2 separate regions of the Sus scrofa genome follow, and region 2 is linked to region 1. The links are chromatin contacts, called in public Hi-C maps. All regions are on one chromosome and are shown on one strand. The core of a region is the stretch at or near the end of the contact, and the rest is flanking DNA. Distances in the headings are between cores, read along the strand shown. Region 1 holds the start of FAS (Fas cell surface death receptor). Region 2 overlaps ACTA2 (actin, alpha 2, smooth muscle, aorta).

Region 1 (6,272 bases), core at 1,051-3,550:
TATATCATAGCCCCTAATTCACAATGCAGATGAGCATGTTAAAGGCTCTGAGAAGCCTTGGATTAAGAGAGCTGTTTAAGTCAACCCCAAATTTTCTACATTCCTTTGCTCATCAATCACATTTCTCCCCACGAGGCATAGATTATTATTTTGTTGAACTTGAAGGGAATTAGGTGTGTGTGTTGATGGGGAGGATCTTAGGCAGTGCAGGGCCTCAGGAACAAGAATATCTAAATGTAATTGTTAGATTTGCTATTTATTGACTAATGAAACCGCCGATGTTGCTTAAACTTTTTTTGGCTCCAATTCTTTATGTGTAAAGTAAGTTTAATAATCATCTACCTCACTGGGCTAAAATGGTAAATATTAAATAAGGAAAAACCATTTGTAAAAGTTGCTGGTGCACTCATAAGAGATGTTGATTTTGTCAATTGTCCTCTCTCTCTCTTTTCTCCTTTCCTTTCTCTCTTCCTCCCTCCTTTCTTTCCTTCCTTCTTTTTATGATTTGTTTCAATAAATCTTAATTTCAGAATAGTTTCAGGTTTATAGAAATGTTGCAGAGATAACACAGACACAGAGTCTCCATAACCATCCCACTCCACCCTCCCCCATCTGCCACCACCCATTCACTTCTGTTTTGTGCTATGATCTGTAGGAACAGGACTGGCCAGCCAGGGTCTTCTTTTTTGTTTGTTTGTTTTGTTTGCTTTTTAGGGCCTCACCCGCAGCATATGGAGGTTCCCAGGCTAGGGGTCGAATTGGAGCTACAGCCTATACCACAGCCACAGCAACACAGGATCCAAGCCACATCTGCGACCTAGACCACAGATCAGGGCAACACCAGATCCTTAACCCACTGAGCAAGGCCAGGGATCAAACCCGCAACCTCCTGGTTCCTAGTCAGATTCATTTCCCCTGTGCCACAATGGGAACTTCGGGCCAGAGTCTTCTTCATAACCCTCACTAACAGTCTGTTGGGAGCTGAGGCAGAGATAGGCAAAGCAACACCTACAAGACTTGGCCATCCTGCAGGGCAAAACACAAGGTCAGTGAAAGTATTTAGGAAAGTGACCTAACCCAGGCTTTAGAGCCTGGAAAGGCTGGCAGAAGAAAATGTCCTCCAAGAGGGAATCTGACGGATAAGGAACAAGCCAGTGCCAGGTCAGGCCGAAGGAGGGGAAGGAGATTCTTAATGGGCAACAGAGTGAGATGCAGAGCTATGTGGACGTTGCCAGAGATACTGACCCCTGCATCTGTTCCCAGCTTAGGAACTACTTTCAGAAACATGCTCATTAATGATGCCATTATACAAACTTCCCTTCTGTAAAATCCTTGCAGAACTAGCTAAACAGATCATCTTTTCCAAAACAATAGTGACTTTGAGTGAGTGTTAACCAAAGCACTAAAAGTGCTTTTTTTTTTTTTTTTAAAGAAAATTAGAGAGGAAATAATGAGTAACAAAGGAGAGGAAGTAATTGCGAACTTCTAATAGGGCTGGAACTGTGTGATTTGTCATAGGAGTTAGCCTCCCTCTCCTCTAGAGAAATAAAAGCCAAGGGGTGCTCCCTCTTCAGAATCTCCAGAGCACACACTCTGAAGCTTTTCGTTTGATAACTGTCACTACCAAAACACTAGTCCGGCGCTCCTGTGAGACTCTCCTGTTCCCACCCCTACAGGCACGCGGAGCTGAGTGAAGGCTGGGTCTTCTCTGAGTTCCCGGCAGTTGGCCCTGGCTCCTGCAAGGAGGCGGGAAGTCTGCGCTCTGTACCCTAGCCCTCCCCAGCCTTCCCCGTTTGAATGGCAAAAGAGTGTAGCAAAGACAGCAAGCCGGCTCTCAGGGTTCTCACCTGAACCAGACATGCCAGCGGAAACAACCCCAACGGGGAATGCCCATTTGTGCAACAAACCCTGACTCTGACTCTCTCTCCGCTCTTCCACCCCCCACCACGTCCCGCCACCCCCGCGCCCAGGCTGAGTTGCTGAATCAAAGGCGCCTTCCCCAAACCCGGCGTTCCCCAGAAAAGCTTCCTCTGCCACCCCACTCCCCTCCTCCTCCCCAGGGCCCGGGGGCATTTCTTTAGGTCTTTTCTGGTCTCTCAGAAGAGCCACACGCAGGTGTTCTGAGACGCTTCTGGAGAAAAGAAAGCGGCTGGAGAAGTAACTGGGCTTGAGCGCGGGGGGCGGGCCCTTGGCGGGGAACTTACTCCTGAGCTGGCTGGAGCGCGGGGAGGGGCAGGGCGGGACTGTCACTTCTCACGGGGTGTGTGACCTGCTCTGCTAGCAGTTGGAGAGGCTCCACAGCCATGTCCGGGATCTGGGTTCTCCTGTCACTGGTAAGTCCTCTCCTGCCTAGCGGGGGCCTCTCCCCGCTGGGTCAAGAGGTTGGCGCTTAGAGGAGCGCGCAGGACGCGCTCCGATGACCTTAAGGGGATGCGCGTGGGCGTCCGGGCTTGGCTGGTGTTTGGCAGTCTGGCTTTTCAGGGCTGCTAGGACTTTCCTTGAGGGCGAGGTCTCAGGAAACCGGGGAACGCGTCTTTCCTGGGGTTGGAGGAGAAGCGGCGATCCTGCGCGGCAGGCAAAACAGCACCGCGCGGCCCCAGGGGGCCCTGTTCGCGGCGCGGAGAGAGGTGGGAGCCGGGGGCAGGCGGGGACTTGGGATGTTTGGGGGTCGCCAGAGGGAGAGCCCTACCCGAGAGAGGAGGGGATCGTCTGGACAAGTCCTTACATGTCACCACAAAGGTCCTCCTCTGCGCGGGTGTATGTGTGAGCTGTGGGACGGTGAGAATATGAGCTCTCTGAAGACACGTTTTCTGAACGTGTCACAAATTTAGGGAGTAAATCAGTCCCGAGGCAATGGTTAAACCCGAGGCTTTGGACGTCACTGTTTCTTTCTTGAAAAGGTTATCTTGGGGCTGAATGCGCCTCAAGAGGTTTGTTTACCTTCTTATCACGACACAGAAAAAGAAACTGTTTCCCTTCCGGGAATCCCTCTCCTACCGATCGTAAGTCACGACCTTAGGTTTGGCCTTTATTTATTTATTTATTTTTTAACGTCCTGTTCTTCACTTTAGTTTGCTGAACTCGGGGAGGGAAGGAACCTTGCCCCCACTGCTCAAGCGGTGGTACCCACTGCCACCGCGCCTGCGCAGGGTGGCGAGCCTGGAGCCGGTACTTGGCCTAGAAGCCTAAGCAGCAGCCACCTCTTTTTGAGTCCCTGCCTCGGAAATGCCACCTTGATGGTCGCTAATTAAAGACGTTTGGTTTCATTTGAGTTCCAAATTCTCTGAAAGGCAATGCCTTCTTATTTTGCTGGCCCCACCAAAGTGCCAGGCACTGTGATAGAAGTGTTTATAAACGTGATCACAGTCAATTCTCAGCAGCGGCTGCAAGGTAAGGAAGATGTCCTCACATTCATTTTACAGATGGCGAAACGGGGTGCAGAAAGCTTAGGTAATTCGACCGAGTGCAACCAGTAAGTGGCAGAGCTGGAATTTAATTTAGGCCCAATTCCAAAGCCTGGGCATTTGTTGATTGCACCTGATGTCCAGATTACACCAAGAATTGAAAGGAAAAATCAGTGATGTCCGGAACCATCTTAGATTGGGGAGAAAAACAAAAGAATTCTCCCTGAATTTTTCAGAAATTATGTACCATATTTGGGCTCCTTTAGAAATTTCCTCCAAGAAAATTTAAGATTCAAAATTGAGAAACCATTTATGCAACCTCAGACCACACTCTTCTCTTTATCATTAACCGTGGCCTTATTGCAGTGTTAGTTGTTTTGAAAATCTCTCTTAGGTCTTGGGACAACAATGCTGGTAAGCATAGCAAAGGTATCAACGCCCAGAGCTATGCTTAACTTTTATACTTATAACATCTTTACCAGATGGGCAAGTTTAAAGCACCAAGGAGGAGTTCCCGTCGTGGCGCAGTGGTTAACGAATCCGACTAGGAACCATGAGGTTGCGGGTTCGCTCCCTGCCCTTGCTCAGTGGGTTAACGATCCGGCGTTACCGTGAGCTGTAGTGTAGGTCGCAGATGCGGCTCGGATCCCGCGTTGCTGTGGCTCTGGCATAGGCTGGCAGCTACAGCTCTGATTCGACCCCTAGCCTGGGAAACTCCATATGCCTCGGGAGCGGCCCAAGAAATAGCAAAAAAAAAGACCAAAAAAAAAAGCACCAAGGAAAGTGCTTTTCTAAAAGAATGCACACACGTGTATACAGACACATATGCATATATATATGTACATGTGTTTATATATGCATATTATTATAATACCTATAATATTGTGTATTAAATATAAATTAATAGTATAATATATGATATATGGTCTAAGACATGAAGATTTATTGAATAAAATATATCAATACAGATGTGTAAAAAAAAAATCTGACATATCCTTATCACCTAGATTGTCATTGTTTATCATTTTGTAACATATCCTGCATTTTTCTTTTCTAATATGACTCTTTTAAATTTACACAGAATCCTGTCTTACACCCACTGCTAGCCCAACTCTCTGTTCTTAAAGAAGTTTCCACACCATCCATTATGTCATCTTTTGTGTCTCCAGAAAATGCTTGTTTTTATGACTTTATACTTAGTAGTACTTACTTACTAGTCACAATAATAAATAAAATGGGGGTGGGAGTGCTAATTGCATGGAATGCAGAAGCAAGTTTGGCTTAATCGTGTCAACCAGCTGGAAGTAGATGGGCGGGAGCTGCCTATTTTTTCTTTTCCATATGTTCTCTAGTTCTGTTGTCTCTGGTGTGATCTGTAGTCAGTACATATCTCATGCTTCCCCTCTTTGCTTCTTTTTCTTTCCTTCTTGGAATTAGTTTTCCCTCCCCTAGTTTCTGGGTGTCATTTCCATGGCACCTATAATAAGTGCATTTGAACTCCCAAAACAATTCACAAATGTCTAGAGGACACAGAAAAAGAGTCAAATTTACTTTAGAAATGTGTGTGGGAAATAGCTGCCCTGCATTTAGTCCTGATAGGTTTTCTGCTGTAACATTTTGGTCTATGGTTAGGTGATTACTAGATGGCCATTGTCGTCTTTATTTCTTAGAGCAGTTGTCAAAATTATGGCAGAGGGAGAGAAGAGGGAAGTTGACAAAGAAACCAGTGTATTGATAAGTAATCATACAGAAGCGTTTGAGGGAGAAAATAAAAAACAGTTGTTTATTTATAGTTTAATCATTTTCCTTAACCCAGCCTAAGTAACATGAAATAGGCTCCAGTGTGTTTCTGTTTATTCTTGTGGTTAAGAGGTTTTCCTTATATCATAAAAGACTTGAAAATTCTTATGAATAAAATAAACCTATGAAATATAATTGAGAACATGAACAAGCAGAATGGAAAGACACGAATTTATAAATAATGTTAAGATTGGGATGCAAAAATGAAACCGATATAAGGAAACCCTCAGTCCCCCACAACTAGAACAATTAGATAAAAGAAAAATCTTCTATTACCCATCTCCATGATACAATTACCACCCTTAGTGGCAAATTAGGGTTTAGGTTAGAACACGTTTCTACTCTTGCGCTGAGTTTAGAGAAGGAAAAGGATGAAATAGACGCAAAGAGGACTGGGATTTGGGTGTTGTTTCTAAGTGTCTTTGGGATACTAGACGAGTAATTTATTTCTAAATAGTTCTTAATCACGTCAGTGTCAATCCTTCAAAGGAGTCTCTGGAAGGCTGCTCTCATGCTGTAGGGAAGCCAGATCACTATACCACAACTGCCAAGAACAGAATAATCATATTCTAAGAGATGATCAAAAACCTGAATAAGGAAATCCCCCACTTGAAAACCCCCAGTGACTTACTTGCCTTTTGGCAAATTACCTTAGGTTCCAAAAGTCCCTTAAATGAGCACATGTTTTGTAATAGGTACCAGAGACTTATTTACTTGTGATGAAAAATAATAATATAAAGATAATAATATATATAGCTTATTGCCAAAGAATTATTTGTAGAACCATTATAAGTACCGTAATGGATAGTATTGTATTACTTTCGCTGTGCGTGTGTGTTTGTGTGTGTGTGTCTATTCACGACAGTGGAGAAGCAGCATTTAACTATCTAATGAGTCCTTTTCATTTTCTGGAGGACCCTTGTTTGAAAATGAAAGAAGTAAAATGAATAAATAAACAAAATCAAATATTCTTAGCTTTTTATGTAGTTGGACTCCTGATACCAATTAAGTTTCTTCTATTTGGTCTTTGACAGGAACAAATAATTCAGATGATCTTGCCTACTTTTA
Region 2 (6,272 bases), core at 1,821-4,320, 61 kb before region 1:
TGGGAACCTCCACATGCTGAGGGTGTGGCCCTAAGAAAAAGACCAAAAAAAAAAAAAAAAAAAAAAAAAATTCCGTTACAAAACCAGCAACAGTTGTCCCAAATGTGGAAAGCAGATGTTGCTCCTCTAGCATGTCTTGCAGAATTTCCTAGTGAAAGACATCTTCTGTGAAGAGGATGCCTGAGAAATGTCATGTATTTGGCAAAGATAAAAGGAGAGAGGTAAACTTTCAGCTCTTTGTTCTTAGAAGACTTTAGCTTGTTTATTGTGAAGACCATCAATATCCAAAATGTCTCTCTTTTTTTTAAGAAATTTGTTTTCTAACAGCTTGGCTCTGGTTACTTGGGGGCAGCTGACAAAAACATTACTAAGCAGGACCTCATCAAAGATGGTCCACACTTTGGACTGGGTAGGATTAGAAATACAGAAGTGAGAGAAACCCACTAGAGCCACAGTAATGGTGCTCTCAAATGCTACTTTTGCTTTTCAGTAAATGCAGTGGTTATACATTCAAAAGGGAGAAGACCACATTAGAAGACACATCTGAAATCACAAACTTTTTCTGTTTTTAACAACGAGGACTGGCTTTAATTTGGAGACGACAAGCCACCTGCTTAATACATTTTTGTCCGGGTAGGGATGCTATTTTGTAAAGTAAGGATGACGCTAAATGATTTCAGGCCACTTCTTAAGGCGTTTTACATTGTAGCACATGTACAAAGATCTAAGGGGAAGGAAGTTCCTGTGGCGGCTCGGCGGTAACAAGCGTGGCTAGCATCCTTGAAGACACAGGTTCGATCCCTGGCCTCGCTCACTGGGTTAAGGAGCCAGTGTTGCCGTGAGCTGCAGTGTGGGTCACAGATGTGGCTCAGATCCTCCATTGCTGTGGCTGTGGCGTAGGCCAGCAGCTGCAGCTCCGATTCGACCCTTAGCCAAGGACCTTCCTTCTGCCTCGGGTGTAGCCCTAAAAAATAATAAATAAATAAATAAATAAATATGGGGGGGGAGAGAAGTGATCCAATGAAAGGACCGAGGAATAAGTTTCAAAACAAAATGCATAGGGAAAGAAATATAAGATATGATCTAAGAAGAATGTAGAATGTAAAAAAGATTAGCTTTTGATTTGGTGTGACGACAGTGGTTTTTCTCCAATGAGAAGAAACCTACTTACGGACTTTGAGCTTTATTTAGGCCTCTGAAAATTGTCATTAACCAAACTACAGAGGAGCCTGTTTCCTTATCTGCCACAACAGTGACCCAAGCCACTGCGGTGACAAAGCCAGAACCTAGACCCACTGTGCCGTGAGAGCACATCTCCCTTCCATCTTTAAGGGGGCATGAAGTTACCACAAGAAGAACAGAAGTCTGGACTAGATGGAGCCATCAGGACAGAGCATAGTGAAAGTCGGTAGTTTTAGGGTCTTTGTTTCCCAGATACCTTTATGAAATGGAGATGAAGAATTGAATTAATCTGCAAGAGGAAATGTTTGCCAAGGGCAAATGACTCAGAGCTACCAACTTCTCATTCAGGGTTGCCTTAATTGCTTGTAATGGGTGACGGATTTCAAGGCAGACATTTCACAGAGAAAACGCTATGAGCTCTGCTTTGGAAAACTGAGTCAACTAGAGTCATACTTCTAAAGTCTATGTGTGGCCCAGTTCTTTGGGGTTCTCTTTTCTACACATGCGTCCTCTCCCATCTCTGGGCCTCTGCCTGGAGCACATTCCTGTTCATGCTACTTCCTCTTCTCCAGTCTCAACACCCTCACCCCCCCCCCCATTTTTTTCCCAGTTAACTGTGACTCTTTAGGCCTCTTTTTTTTTTTTTTTTTTTGTCTTTTTTTGCTGTTTCTTGGGCCGCTCCCACGGCATATGGAGGTTCCCAGGCTAAGGGTCAAATTGGAGCCATAGCCACCAGCCTACACCAGAGCCACAGCAATGCGGAATCCGAGCCTCGACTGCAACCTACATCACAGCCCAAAGTAACGCCGGATCCTGAGCAAGGCCAGGGATCAAACCCGCAACCTCATGGTTCCTATTCGGATTCGTTAACCACTGAGCCACAATGGGAACTCCTTTAAGGCTCTTCTTAAACTCCACCTTCTCAAGGAAGCCTCCCCAAGGTCATAAGAGCTTATAACCCATGTATTTCCACTTTCGTAATCCTCTTAGTGTACTCTACCTATTTGTTTAATGTCCATTTCCTCATAGACAGTAAGTTTGATCCAGCCAGAACCTTGTTCTTTGTAAATCTGGAAAGTGCCTTTCAAATGTTTTCTAAATTGGCTTGGCTCACCCAGGAACAAATATTACTTAAACATCTGGTTTTTACACTCTGATACAGAAGAACTACATCCCTAGCAATCCCATTCCCTCCGTCTCTCTCTCTCTCTTTTTCTCGCTCTCTCTCTCTCTCTCCTGGCTTTTTGTATAAGCTTAGTTGCTGCAGTGGCTTGTGGTCACTCTGTGAGTATGCTGGCCCAGACAACGCCCCCATCCCTCACAGGAAATGCAAATTCTTCTCCAGGCTGTTCTTTGAAATCCTGCTAAAAATACCCAAGCTTAGCATGAATGCACAAATGAGATCAGAAAGACAACAGAGAATTATTCATTTATTTAAAAAGTCATGCTTCCTCCTGTGCAAAGGCTGCATGATGTGGATCAATGTTATTAAAATCCCATGTCATCCTCAGGGGCTGCAAAAGCCCGTGGTGGGAAAATTGGCTGTCATAGAAGAAGGCTCTTAGTGTTTGGTTTGCTATCGTTAAGGCGAGAAGAGGACTGAGGAAGCAGCCAAACCTGTCTGCTGTGGGTTTTTTCTCCTCGGGAGATTCATATGAGCCTGGATAATGGGACTCTGCCACCAAGTCCAGCCCTTCAAGTCATGCGAATCTTGTGAGATCAAGGCCAGGAGTTACTGATCTACGCTGGAGGAAGTGCTTAGGCCCTGTGGCTGAGTGCTCACAAAGAACATTTCAATCATGCATGTTCAGTGGATGGTTCTGGTTTCCCTGATTTTTGCCTCTGGCCCTGCCAGTTTCCAGATTGAGAAACTGGTCTAAAAGCCCTTTCCTTTAGCGGAGAGCTCGCGCCCTCTGGTGGTGAATATGAAGTACAGCCAACTTGGTTCACTTGTCCTAAACCTTGCAATGACTCTGGGAATGCTTGGTGAGTTTTGCCTAAATTTTCAAAGTGATCCATTCCCAAGTGTCTAATCCTTAAATTTCAGTCCAGGAGGTATTGAGTGCCTTGCCTGGTAAGCAAAAATTCACAACTGGAGCATTTCAATCATAGCATGTTACAGAGATTCTTAAATTTTGATGTGCCAGACAATTACCAGAATTCCCTCCTGACTCAGCAGCTTAAGGTTCTGGTGTTGTCATGGCTGTGGCTCTGATTACAGCTGTGGCGCGGGGTCAGTCCTTGACCCAGGAACTTCTGCATGCCATGGAAGTGACCAAAAAAAAATCACCAGAGAAATCTGATTAAAGCTCAGGTTTGCAGCCACATCAACAGATGTTGTAGCTCAGCAGCCCTTGGGTTTTTCAGAAATCTGCCTATTTAAAGTGAGCCCCCAAAGAGGTTGATCTGTGTGGACTATTCTTTGAGAAATGCTGGCTTAAAAGCTAAAAGTATGGATTTGCAGCTCAAGTCTCACCTCTGTCAGTGGAATGACATTGGGTATATTCCTTAACCTGGGTAGCCTCAGTTGCTCCAACTGTGAGGAAAAAAAAAAGAGAGAGAGAGAGAGAGTGAGAACATCCACTCCATAGGGCTGTTGTGGGATGAAATGAGATCCTAATAGAAAGGGCTTGGCAGGATCTGGTCATGACAGGTGCCCAGCACATGACAGCTCATATTATTTGCAATAATCATCCTAATTACCTCAAGCTACAGGGCAGAGAAGACCAGGGGAGCTTGGGTTTTCTGGACCAAATAGCCATTAAATCTTGGGCCCTGAGGTCTCTGCAGTGAGATGTCGACGTGAATGGAGATCCTCTCACTCCCAAGGACAATCGGTGGTTGATTACCCCATCCAGATGTTTGTACCCAGGAGAACAAGTGGTACCCAGCCTGGGAGCTGCTGAGGACACTCAACAGTCTGGACAGAACACTGCCTTGAGACTAAGGACAGGAGTCTCTGTCTCTGTTTAGGGACAGAGAGGAGTTTTTATATGTATTTGTATCTCCTACAAGCCACATGGGTAAAAGAGAAACAAAGGGTGGCAGCTCTCCTGTATGATGGTATTAAGGGAACAACTCCCATTTATCTATAAAATGGACAGGATAATATTTTCCACATGTATTTCTGATGAACAAATGAGTGAGGATACCTGTAAATACATGATGATTGACACCAGTGGTCCTTGGGAAGTATTGTTATTTTTCCCGTCCCTCCTGTTGTGAATGTATTTGTAGTATTGTTTTCAGAGACAAATATTGATCAAAAGGGAAACATGATCTAGATGTGTAGTGAGATTTTAGAGCAGTATTTCTTTCTGTTTTTGTCCTCTGGTAAACCTGAAAGTCATACCACCTTTTAATATATATTTATTAAGTTTAATACATAAGTTAAAAGTTATGTGTTAATATATTACAAAATATGATATATGTGTATGTGCAATATACACACACACACCTGTTTGCTTTCAGCCATCAGGCTACCAGAACCGAGGTTATAAGAGAGTAGAGTTGTATAATGATTCCGCAAGTTGGAATTCAGTGTGGACTCTCTTACTGATACACTTTAATCCATGTTTATATTCATCTCCGGTGTATCTTCAAATTCTTCCCACTTAAAAGCATTTATGTGGAACTTCCAGTGTTAATGTGAGTCTACCCTTTCCTGGGAAACTTACACGTCCTGGTTGTCATATCCTCGGCTGCACCACTAGAGGGAGCCACTCTGTAACGGGTGAGGTCAACCCAACAGAGACCAAAGCTGCAAATTACAGGTAACATATTTCAGATTTATTAAAAAACACATAAGGTAACGAGTCAGAGCTTTGGCTAGGAATGATTTGGAAAAGAATTGAAGGCATTATTCCACAAAACATTCACAGTGTGTGCTAGAGACAGACAGCGAGCAGGGTAAGTGTTTTAGAAGCATTTGCGGTGGACAATGGACGGCCCGGCTTCGTCGTACTCCTGTTTGCTGATCCACATTTGCTGGAAGGTGGACAGAGAGGCCAGGATGGAGCCACCAATCCAGACGGAGTATTTGCGCTCAGGAGGGGCAATGATCTGTTGGTCAGGATGAGAAAGAAGGGCCATTAGTGCACAAGGACAGGGCCTGGGCATTCTGCTGTGGTCCGGATTTGGTGACCTTGGCTCAAATTTCATGGACAGCAGGGACCGTCTTAGCTGTTAGATATCCAACCTTCCTAACCCTTGAGGTGTGAATAAGCTGTGGATTTAGAGATTCTTCAGTAAGTGCATTGTTTTCCTGGCTTCTTTTTCACACATTCTCCTCCAGAGCATGTGAAGCCTCTGCTGCATTCAGTCTACCTTTGGGAAAACTGACAGCCCCAAATCCTGCTTGGCTACCACTTAAGCCCTGACCATGTCCCTGACTGCCATCAGTTGTTCTTCAGAACTCAGCACAGCACATGGGCACATGCATCCTACAGATACAAACTCCAGCATCTCCAAAGAGCAGTTTGACTGTGCCAGAACTTACCCTACAAGATCTTACTATATACTCGGCTAAGTCCACCGAGATGCACTGTTTAACACTGAGGGGCCCAGGGTTCCCCACTGGGATGACCACGCCCCTGGGATAGGTCCCGGTTAGGCTACACCAGCTGGCCTTACCCATGGCACAGCCTTGGCAGGCAAGGACATGCTGACATTTCTTAAATAAATGAATGTTTAGGCCCAAAGAGCAGTCAATCAGGCCAAGAGTATGTCTACTTGTGCAGCGCTACAAATAGCTAGAATCGGGAGTTCCCATCGTGGTGCAGCAGAAAGGAATCCCACTAGTAACCATGAGGTTGAGGGTTTGATCCCTGGCCTCGCTCAGTGAGTTAAGGATCTGGCTTTGCCATGAGCTGTGGTATAGGCCGGCAGCTGTAGCTCCAATTGGACCCCTATCCTGGGAACCTCCATATACTGCAGGTGCATCCCTAAAAAGCAAAAAATTAAAAAAAAATAACTCTAATCGAGCACTTCAAATTCCACTGCAAATATGGTTACATGGGTGGAAATTAATATGGATACTTTGGCCAACAGATAAGATTATTTCTGAAACCGTGGTGAAAAGGTTTAATTTC

Evidence for each region. Hi-C and Micro-C count contacts between places; a contact is called where the count stands out from the background.
Region 2: a contact with region 1 is called in a Hi-C map of alveolar macrophages, with 2.8 times the contacts expected there. The contact joins the enhancer-like site here to the promoter of FAS in region 1. A contact is called at or near these places in 22 of 47 Hi-C or Micro-C datasets (adipose tissue, alveolar macrophages, blood and 11 more) and 2 of 2 datasets of contacts at active chromatin or transcription factors (alveolar macrophages and skeletal muscle).

The regions. Positions count from the first base shown.
Region 1 is chr14:100,925,005-100,931,276 of Sscrofa11.1, forward strand. FAS (Fas cell surface death receptor) reads left to right here and starts at 2,301. Exons shown (of 9, transcript NM_213839.1): 1 at 2,301-2,333. The coding sequence starts at 2,304.
Region 2 is chr14:100,863,196-100,869,467 of Sscrofa11.1, forward strand. It overlaps ACTA2 (actin, alpha 2, smooth muscle, aorta), which reads right to left. Exons shown (of 9, transcript NM_001164650.1): 9 at 5,100-5,244. The coding sequence ends at 5,101. Among named protein-coding and RNA genes, the nearest start is that of ACTA2, 20 kb to the right of the region's middle. Within about 2 kb of position 3,071, at least 16 of the 83 cell types and tissues checked have an H3K27ac peak or open chromatin away from gene starts, as enhancers often do. A contact at or near this core is called in alveolar macrophages, where this site is marked.